Regions from separate parts of the Sus scrofa genome. Here region 2 is linked to region 1. Evidence: chromatin contacts called from public Hi-C data. All regions are on one chromosome and are shown on one strand. Each heading gives the region's core, a stretch centred on a gene start, on an enhancer-like site or on the middle of the called end of the contact. The rest is flanking DNA. Distances are from core to core; before and after follow the strand shown. Region 1 overlaps TNIP1 (TNFAIP3 interacting protein 1). Region 2 overlaps MARCH6 (membrane associated ring-CH-type finger 6).

The links. Hi-C and Micro-C count contacts between places; a contact is called where the count stands out from the background.
Region 2: a Hi-C map of liver shows a contact between it and region 1, with 3 times the contacts expected there. The contact joins two enhancer-like sites. A contact is called at or near these places in 3 of 47 Hi-C or Micro-C datasets (embryonic fibroblasts, liver and retroperitoneal adipose tissue).

What each region holds. Positions count from the first base shown.
Region 1 is chr16:71,965,958-71,971,146 of Sscrofa11.1, reverse strand. TNIP1 (TNFAIP3 interacting protein 1) reads right to left here. Exons shown (of 17, transcript NM_001145987.1): 9 at 3,118-3,183; 10 at 2,819-2,950; 11 at 31-159. Among named protein-coding and RNA genes, the nearest start is that of GPX3, 20 kb to the left of the region's middle. Within about 2 kb of position 2,921, at least 6 of the 83 cell types and tissues checked have an H3K27ac peak or open chromatin away from gene starts, as enhancers often do. A contact at or near this core is called in liver, where this site is marked.
Region 2 is chr16:72,049,983-72,055,313 of Sscrofa11.1, reverse strand. It overlaps MARCH6 (membrane associated ring-CH-type finger 6), which reads left to right. Exons shown (of 27, transcript NM_001130535.1): 24 at 1,676-1,765; 25 at 3,939-4,071; 26 at 5,181-5,316. Among named protein-coding and RNA genes, the nearest start is that of GPX3, 64 kb to the right of the region's middle. Within about 2 kb of position 4,038, at least 2 of the 83 cell types and tissues checked have an H3K27ac peak or open chromatin away from gene starts, as enhancers often do. A contact at or near this core is called in liver, where this site is marked.

The sequences.
Region 1 (5,189 bases), core at 1,672-4,171:
ACTGCATGGGCTCAGGGAAGCCCTGCCCACCTTGTTGAGCCTCTGGATCTCTTTTTCCTGGTATTCCCGCTGCCGAGTGAGCGGGCTCAGCTGATCCTGCAGGTACTTGACCTTCTGGCGCAGCTCCTTGGCCTCTGCTGTCAGTTGCTCCTTGTCGGTCTGCAGAGAACATGGGGCTTGTAAGCAGGGAGCCTCTCCAGGAGGCCTGGACTCCTGCCTGCCTGCTCCACCCCTCGCGCAGCCCTGGCTCCCGTCTCGCTCTCACTCCGCATAAGGCTCTGGGCAAGACACCTGGCTGAGAGCGCTAACGCTCACACAGTCCTGTCCTCAAGGAAGAGACGGCTCCGCGGAGCGAAGGCCCTGGGTTCCGCCACCAGCTCCTCCACGAATGAGCTGAGGCTGTGGGCACTGTCACAGCCCTGTCTGGTCTAAGCTCACCTATTTGCCATGGGCAAGGGGTTCATTGCAGGAGTCACGGATAGGCTTCAGGAGGTCCGTGAGCCCCCAGACTGAGTGCACAGTGTTGTCTGTGCAATTTTCTAGAAAAAAAGAGCCAGATTCACACGGGGGTCTTCTATGATGCACAGAAAAGGATAGGCCACTGAGTCCTTACAGACCCTTTCAAGCTCTTCGTCTCTGAGCCCAGAGGGGAGAAGACCCTCAAAGAAACACACACAGCAGAAGGCAGGACGTGTTCCTCCACAGAAAAACAAAGTGCTGTGAGGTTAAAAGACCACTCCGGCCAAAAAGAAACCAAGGAAGGCTTCAAGGTGGAGGCACTGCTTCCATACCTACTATGGAACAATCCAGGGTCTTTATCGCAAAAAGCCCCAGCTGGAATGGCCCTCATAGAGCACTGAGTCCTAGTCCCTCTATACAACCGGAAATGCGTGTCCAAAGACGGGAGGTGACTTACCCAAGGCCACCCAGTGAGCTGGGGCTAGACTAGAGCTCAGGTGTCCTAATTCTGCTGCTCTCTGTCTCCTTGCAGGCCGAAGGAAGGGTTTAAAATGGAAGAGGGGGAGTTCCATCGTGGCACAATGGTTAACGAATCTGACTAGGAACCATGAGGTTGCGGGTTCGATCCCTGGCCTTGCTCAGTGGGTTAAGGATCTGGCATTGCCATGAGCTGTGGTGTAGGTCGCAGACATGGCTCAGATCCCGCATGGCTGTGGCTGTGGTGTAGGCTGGTGGCTACAGCTCCAATTAGACCCCTAGCCTGGGAACCTCCATATGCCGCAGGTGTGGCCTTAGAAAAGGCAAAAAGACCAAAAAAAAAAAAAAAGACGAAAAAAATGGAAGCGAGTGCACTGTGCAGAAGAAAGACCAGGACACCCACACTAAACTGTCTATTTCTATGTGTACATATGTGATCAGAGACCTGGAAAGACACACCAAAATGCCCGGCTACCGCTGGGGAGGACTTGGAATTGGGGGAGGGGGTGGTGAATGGAGATGGCCCAGGGAAGCTCTCACCTCATCTGTATCACGGGAACACTTTACACCTATGGGTTCAAATCATGGGCATCAGGAGGTGGGTCACAGGGGTTTGTTTTCATCCCAGCTCTGGGTAACTTGTAGTCAGTGTTCTACAGACTAGCTGGTGAGCTGCTTTCAGCCAGAGATGGCCAAGGGCAACCTTGGTCAGGCCTTGTGGCAAGAGCGGCAGACGCCCAGTGAAGAGGCTCCCGGGCCAGCACGGCCTCTATCGCCACATGTCCTTATGCACAGGGCCACGCTCTGTCTGGAGCCACCTACCTTTCCCCCAGCTGCGGGGGAAGGGTGTCAGATCCCAGGAGCTTATCTCACCCAGCCATGTGAGCCAGGATCGAGCCAAGAGTCCCTGTGACTGTGCCCTCATGAGGAAACACAGGCGTGTCCCCCTAACACACACCCCCAAGGGATGGGCGATCACCGAGGCAGGCCAACCACTCGGATGAGGCCCCGGGGTGTGACATGCTGCTGGAAGGGAACTCTGAAATGCAACCCCGTGCTGGAAATGGCCATTTCTAAGTTAAGCAAAGGAAGCCTGTGCCCAGTTCTCATGAAGGGGAAGAGCGGGACATAAAAAAACATCTCCAGAGAGCCTGGAGGTCAACTAGCCCTTCCACTTTAATCTGCTCCGGGATCCCGAACGGCCTTGCCTGGTGTCAGTCCCACCCAAGACAGACCGATGCTACTTCTTCAGGGGACCTTTCCCGGCTCCCCCTAGAATGGATCTGGTCGCTCTTTACGCCGTCTCCCTCATCCCTGTAACCTCTCCTGTGTCATTTAACACGCTTCTATTCATCCGCTTCTGTAATCACATATCCCGCCTCTCTTCCCCCAAGGGCAGGACTGACCATTCGCCACTGAGTCTGTGTGCCCGGCACAGTGCCCGGAGCACCATCTATTGGACGGCGACCAGACGGAGGACTAAAAGGAAGCTCTAAGGCTGGAGTCCCTCCCGTGCAAACAGCCACCACCACTCCAAACATTCGGCAGCACCCCCCACTTCGTCATAAAGCAGGCCTGCTAGATCTCGTTTTCATTCTGTGCTTCCCTGGGATGTCAGATTTTACTCAAACAAAAAACTCTTCTGTAGGAAAATAAGAAGAAATGAAAAGCCAATCCAATCGCCTCAACCTTCAGAGCGAAAACTGAGCCACAGGGAACAAAGTGCTTTTGCCTCTGGCCACAGAGCCCTCAAGCCCGAGAGCCAGAACCGGGACCCCAGGCCTGGACTCCGGTCCCTGCGTGTTTACTCCACTGAGCTCCCCGCTGATGGGGAGGAGAGAACCCGCAGAGCCGAACCTGCAGGACCGGGAGTCATACTTGCCTCCTCCATTTCGATCTTGGACTTGGCCAGGAGGAGTTTGCGGTCAAAGTCACGCTGCTTCTGCTCCCGCTCAGCCTCCAGGTCAGTCACCTGCTTCTGCGCATCTGCCAGCTTCTGGCGCAGCTCAGTGATCTGGGTGGAGAGGCAGAGAAGGGGAGCAGGTGAGGGCCCCAGGGGTGAACGTTCCAGGTTCAAGGCTGCTGCTGCGAGGGAGGAGGCACGCAGGGTGCTGGGAATGCCCCAAGGGCCCAGGCGAGAAGGCAGGGTCCAGCTTTGAGTTCCCATCACCCTCTCGCTACCTTCTGCTCGTACTGCTGCTTCATGGACCGGAAGTGCTGGTCCCATTGCTTGTTCACTTCCAGCAGCTGCAGGAGAGAGAACGGGGTTAGCAGGAGACAACAGAGAAGGACCAGCAAGAGCCAATTCCACCAACATCAGCTTTCCAGGTGTGCACAGCATGTGTGCACGGCAGCTACACGCACTGCCTGGTTCCTGCACTTCTCAAAAACATTCTTCAGGAGTTCCCTGGTGGTCTAGCGGTTAGGACTCAGCTTTCAACATTGCAGCTTGGGTTCGATCCCTGGCCTGGGAACTGGGATCCCACATTAGGCTGCTGCATGTTGCAGCCAAAACACACACACACACACACACACACACACACACACACACACCCCACTCCTCAAAGTAAGTCACCTTTATCAACTGCCACATTTTACCAACGCCAGGGAGGTGAGACTAATACCAAGATATCAAAACAGGGTATAATTTTGGTGTCGAATTATGGAACACACATCCATGTAGAGGGCAATTTGGGACCATGTATTAAAACTTCAAGTTCTCGGAGTTCCCGTCGTGGCTCAGTGGAAACAAATCTGACTAGTATCCATAAGGATGCGGTTCGATCCCTGGCCTCGCTCAGTGGGTTAAGGATCGGGCATTGCTGTGAGCTGTGGTGTAGGTCGCAGATGCAGCTTGGATCTGGCATTGCTATGGCTGTGGTGTAGGCCAGCAGCTACAATTCCGATTTGTAGCTGCTAGCCTGGGAACCTCCATATGCCTCCAAAAAAGAAAAAAAGACAAAAACAAAACAAAAAACCTTCATGTTCTCATTCTCTTTAACTAAATAATTCCACTCCGAAAAAAATGTTCCCGAAAGAAGCACATGCCCAAGCGCCTAAAAAATGTGTGTATCGCTGACCATCCCAACAATGTTTATACCGAAAATAATCCAGAGGCCAACCAGAATATCAGAAGTAGGTTAAGAAAATTATACAATAAACAGAAAACGGAGCCCCGTGCAGCTACTTAATAAGCAGGGGTTTGAACTTCCCAGCGTGGTTCAGTGGAAACGGATCAGACTAGTATCCATGCAGGTGCCTTTTCTGGCCCTCCTCAGTGGGTTAAGGATCCGGTGCTGCCGTGAGCTGTGGTGTAGGTCAAAGATGCGGCTTCGATCTGGCATTGCTCTGGCTGTGATGTAGGCGGGTGGCTACAGCTCCGATCAGAACCCTAGCCTGGGAACCTCCATGTGCTGCGGTGTGCCCCCCCCAAAAAAAATATCAGGGGTTTGATACATTGCCTCGTTCTAAGATGACAGTAATGATTTGACAGATCTTGATGTAACAATTCTTCCACGAAGAAAACAATCCAACATCATTAAATAAATAAATTGGGAGAGGGTAATCCAATTTCAAAAACATTAATATATGATAAAAAGTACTCAGAATTAAAGGAATGTAGAGTATGTCTTATATATAAATAAATACCCACAAGGATACAGTTAATTTTAAGGAAAGAAAGAAGAAAGCAATCTGCAATGCAGTATGTATGGTGTGTTTTTACAAACTTTGTATATGAGAAAGTACACAGACAAAACTGAAGAGTTTGCAATGAACTGTTGTCACCTCTGGTCATCTCTAGGAGGTGAGATTCTTTGTCTTTTTATAATGAACATGGTATTACTTTTATAATCAGAAAAAAATAACTTACAGCAATACAAAAAGAAAACTAAAATCACACGAACAAAAAAATCAATACAGCCTGACTTTCAAATGTGCTGGAGGAGCAGGAAGGGCAGGAAGGCCCAGGACTCGGACAAGGACCTGAGCTGCGTGGAGAGGAGGGGCTCAATTTGAACAGAGAGGGGTGGACTCCCGCTGCTGGCCCAAACATACTGGGGATCGGGGACAGAGGACGAACAGGGAAGAGCCCAGCTTCTGGGGACTCTCAGCTGATCAGAAGCAGTGCTCCAAGCAGGCACGGGCTCACTCCTTCTGTGAGTCCCTCCCTGAACCAGCTACGCAGTGCCAGATGAACCCCAGATGCCCCGCTCCTGAGGCTGAAACTTGCCTCTTTGGACAACCTCTTTCTA
Region 2 (5,331 bases), core at 2,789-5,288, 83 kb before region 1:
TGTTTATTATTAGGATTGTCAGTGGATACTGAACCCCTAGGTTGATGAGTTACACTGCAATAAGAAGTTACCTCATAGCTACTGCTTACAGGCTTAAAACCACCATTTATTTTGTCCACAGAGTCTGTGGGTCAGAAATTAAGGCAGGGCATTAGGGGCTTGTGTCTCTTACATGTATGGGGTCTGATCTGAAATGACTCAGACTGAGTGTGATTTGACAGCCTCAGCTGGCATCATTTGGAGTCATCACTCAGTCCTCACTCAGGTGTGAGGGATGGCACTGGTTGTTGGTTGCCCTTCATCCGGGCTGTCGGCTGGAGTCCCTGGGTGTGCCTGGGCTTCCTCACAGCTAGGTAGCCTCAAGGTACTTGGGCTTCCTACAAGGCACTTTAGGGAGAAGAGTATCTAGCAAGCAAGGCAGAAGCTGCATCGCCTTCTGTGACCTCATCTCAGAAGACCTACAGTATTGCTTTTTACTAATTCCTCTTACGAGCAAGTCACACAGGTTGGCCCAGATTTAAGGGAAGGGGATGTAGACCTCTGCCACTCCCTGGGAGAGGAATTTGCGGGCATGTTTTGGTGCCACTACAGTGCAGAGGTGGTGGTTTGCATGCTGGCCAGGTGTTTACCTTACAGATGACTTGATACCTTAAAGGAAAGCATAGAGCTCTATAGTGGAGGATCAGGCAGACACTACCTTAACCCGGGGATTACTGTAAGGGCAGCAAACAGATTGTATGTGCACTTTACAAGATCACTTGGTGGTGAGTATGGGTGGTGATCACTTTGTCTGCCTGGGGGAGAACAGGGTGCCCAGGCCAGAGGCACAGTGAGGAGCTTGGTGTGCAGTAGATGTTCTAATTAAGCAGTTCAGCAGGCCTGTGAATGCACCCACCCAGAAGCCCTCTGAGCCTTTGGGTTGGTTTCTTTAGGTAAAACATGGCTCTACTCTCTTATTTTGACATAATTAGCTCATCTACAACCAATAAAATAGCCTAAGGATGGTTTGATGAAATAAAATCAGGGCACTATTCTGTTTGTTTCGATCTCCATTAATGTAAATACTTTTCTTAGTTCTCTTGGAAAAATAATGTAGCTTTTTTTGAAAGGTACAGAATGAGGTTGGTTTTTTTTGTTTGTTTTGGTCTTTTGGGGGCTGCACCCATGGCATATGGAAGTTCCCAGGCCAGGGGTCAAATCAGAGCTGCAGTTGCTGGCCTACGCCACAGCCACAGCAATGGGGATCTGAGCCACGTCTGTGATCTACACCACAGCTCAACAGCAACGCTGGATCCTTAACCCACTGAATGAGGCCAGGGATCGAACCTGAGTCCTCATGGATACTAGTTGGGTTCATTACCACTGAGCCACGCCAGGAACTGCAAGAATGAGGTGTGTTTTTTTTTGTTTCGTTTTTTTTTTTTTTTTTTTTCCCTCCTTCTTTTTCTTACTCAATGCAAGAATGAGTTTTTGATAGAAACACTGAGTTTGAGCTATTGAAAAAAATTCCTTGGATTTTCCAGTGTAAGTTAGTTTTCAGTAAAATTGTTACTAATGTAGCAGAACTTCTGTTTTGAAATGTATTATAAATAATGCAAGAAAACTGTATAGCCTCTGTGCTGGGTTTATTACTAAAAGCAAATAAAAATCTGTTAAATGATTTTTATTATTCTAGGACTGGGCACTTGGAGTCCTGCATGCCAAAATCATTGCAGCTATAACGTTGATGGGTCCTCAGTGGTGGTTGAAAACTGTAATTGAGCAGGTAAGCAAAATCAGTTTTCAGAAAAAGACAAAGTGATAGGAGAAGTTTGGTTCATGTGACTCTTATTTTCCATTTTCTTAGCCTTCTCAGTTTTCTACATTTTCTTAAGTGAACATAACTTATTTTTAAAGGAAAAAGGCAGTTTGCTCTTCTATCCCCTGAATTTTCATCAACCACTCTTAAAATGTCCCTCATCTCAAAATTAACCAAAAGCTTAAACCCTACCCAAAGTAAAGGCAAAATTTAGTGTATGCTTTTTTTTTTTTTTTTTTTTTTTTTTTTTTTTTTTTTTTAAAGGGAAGGAGTTCTGATGAAGCCTTGGTATTCAGGCTTTGTACGTCTGTAGTAGAGAAGCGGTTATTGTTCAAGACAATAAATAAAAAGTCAGAAAAAGATAATAGATTTAAAAAGCATAACTGAGAATATATTTAAAAAGTATAACTGTTTAGGAATATTCTAGCCACATAGCACCTGAGACTGTTGTGTATTATGGAACCATCAGATAATTTGGTCATTGTGGAGATAACTTTGAAAAAGGTAAATTGTACTTCTGTATTCTGTGATAGTAAGGCTAAGAGTAAGGTAATTCATTTTAGGAAGATTTCTTCCAAAATAACCAATATAGTAGATGTTGGTCCTTATTCAAGTTTTAGTTACCTAGAGAATGTACTTAAAGTTTTAGTTACCTAGAGAATGTACTTACGGACAACCCTCTTATCCTTGGGGCAGCGCCAAATTGATAAAGTGTTATAGTTCTGTAGCACTAAAAGTATACCTTCTTTTGGTATATAGGAAATAAAGTAGTTTTTAACCCAGTATGGACAAGAAAACCATCCAAAAATTCCTGTACCTGGAGGTTGACGGGGGTAGGGGAGGGCCAGGGAATCAGTGTGTGTGCGTGTGCATCTCAAGTGCAGGCTGATTCTGAAGTGAGGTGGGTTGTGGGGTGCCTGGCAGCGTATCCATTCATGACAGTACTACAGGCCAGTCCCCTCTGGAGTTTCCAGTGAGACTGACCGTTGTGGAGAATAAGGGTTTAGTTACAGCTGGAGGCTGTGAATTGCTGATCTCTATATTATTTTGCTCTCGGTTGCATTCTTTCTCATACATGTGTATAAGTTTAAGTAAAATGGTTAAACATGGGGTTGCCTTGCTGCATTAACTTAAGTGCATTTGGGTTAAAAGGATTTTGAGGGGATCAGAAATGAGCCTTTGGAGCAGTAAGCCTGTGACTTGCATCCAAATGCTCTGGTCCATTTCCAAAGGATAGAGGGATTGTCTTGAGTTGCACCACACTATGTGACTCTGGGCCAGAAGAGGTTAAAATGCTGGGGAAAAACACAAATACCACTCTTCTGTTTTGTCACCTTCTGCACACCAGCTGTATTTTCTCTTATTCCCAAGATTCCCCCATTTCCGTCCATTCTTTCCTCCACAGTACTATTGAATAGAACTTTGTAGGTAAGATGATGGAAATATTTTAGAAATTCTTAAATTAAAAAAAAAATTAACTTACTTTCATACTAGATTGTTACATAAAAAACCTTTTAATTTGTTGACATTTGATTTATATAAGCTTTTTAGAAACATGCTTCCTGTTTATAGTATTTTCTTATATTCAGATAAGATGAATGCAATCTTGAGTAATAACAGATCACTCTTACACAATTTATATATGAAATTGCTTCAGGGTGTGTGGTATTCAACTAATATTGTTGGTGCCATCTGGTATTATATAGAGCAAGGCTAGTGTAATTATTATTCTAGGTTAGCATCTTATTTCATCTCTCAGCAGAGTTAACTGCAAAGTGTAAGGAAGTAAAACTTGTGGATGCCATCTTGAGGTGTGAGTTCCAGAATTTGCCTTGATTTCTGAAACAAATAACGAGTTTGAATCCTTTGGGGCTGGTAGTCCCTGTGGCATATGGAGCTCCTGGCCCAGGGATCAGATCCAAGCCGCAGCCTCGAACTAAGCTGCAGTTGTGGCCACGCTGGATCCTTAACCCACTGTACGGGGCTGCTTGAACCTGCGTCCCAGAGCTCCCAAGAGGCTGCCAATCCTGTTGCACCACAGCGGGAGCTCCCCAACTCTGTGCATCTTGAATTCAGTAGAGATTGCTGTTAACCTGGGGAAATTGTCCTGTGTTCTTGTTCTGTTTTGTTCCCGTTCCAGGTTTACGCAAACGGCATCCGGAACATTGACCTTCACTATATCGTTCGGAAACTGGCAGCGCCAGTGATCTCTGTGCTCTTGCTTTCCCTGTGTGTACCTTACGTCATTGCGTCTGGCATCGTTCCTCTACTAGGTGGGTAAAGGTGGCTGGAAGCTTGAGGGAGCACCTTGTTAGCGTCGTCACATTCTTGTCCCTTCAGTGTCCGAGGTTACTTGGCTCCAAATGCTATGTTGTAAATATAAATCCAGCCAAAACAATACTGTCAAAAGACTGTTTTTCTCAGGTTTCAGTACTCAGAGCAAGATGAGGATCATATCCGGTGTTGCCGTGAGCTGTGGTGTAGGTTGCAGACGCGGCTCTGATCCCGCGTTGCTGTGGCTCTGGCGTAGGCCGATGGCTACAGCTCCGATTCAACCCCTAGCCTGGGAACCTCCATATGCCGTAGGAGCGGCCCAAGAAATAGCAAAAAAAAGACCAAAAAAAAAAAAAAAAAAAAAAAAAAGATGAGGATCATAAAGCTCTTTGGTAGTTTTTTCTTTAGAGAGGCGAGAAAATATTGACATTTAAAAAATGTTCTTCAGCATAAAAGGAACACCAAAGAGGAAATACTCTTAACATGTAGACATTTTCGTGTCAGTACTTAAGAATCTTCACAGGCTCTTAGAGCCAGTACATGAGCCAGTGTATGTTCAGTTATAAGCACAAAGTTGTCCCCTCCGAATCTTCCTCTTCTGCTGAATTCCCTCTCTCAGTTTCTGGCATTATCATCCAACGAGTCGTATAAGTCGGAAACCTTGAGGGTCATCCGTGTCACCTGAGGCTCTGTGCTCTTGTACTCAGCTGGTCTCCAGGTCCCACTGGTCTGCCCTCTGGGGGCCTCGTCTGCAGCTCTCACCTCAACCTCTATGGCTGCCTGTTTCCCTGCCTTGAACCCTCCACACGGTCATTCTCCACACTGCGACCACAGCGACCTTTCAGAGGGATGGGTCTCTTTGTGTATACAAACTCTTTGGTGAAAACCCTTTTGCTGGTTCTTCAGTGGTCTTTAAGAATAACCCAGCTACAAGGCTCCTCCTCTAGCTGTGCCAGGCCTGCCTGCCAGCACTCCTTGTATTACTCCCTCTGCACAGGACGAGTTTCAGTTAGGCACCACCAGCCTCCTTTGCTTCGGGAGAGGAATTATTTCCATGTCGGTGTCGTTCTGTATGCACTTCAGAGTTTTCCTTTTTTTGGTTTTACAGGTGTTACTTCGGAAATGCAAAACTTGGTCCATCGGCGGATTTATCCATTTTTACTGATGGTTGTGGTATTGATGGGAATCTTGTCCTTCCAGGTCCGCCAGTTTAAGCGCCTTTATGAACATATTAAAAATGACAAGTAAGTCCAGACCTC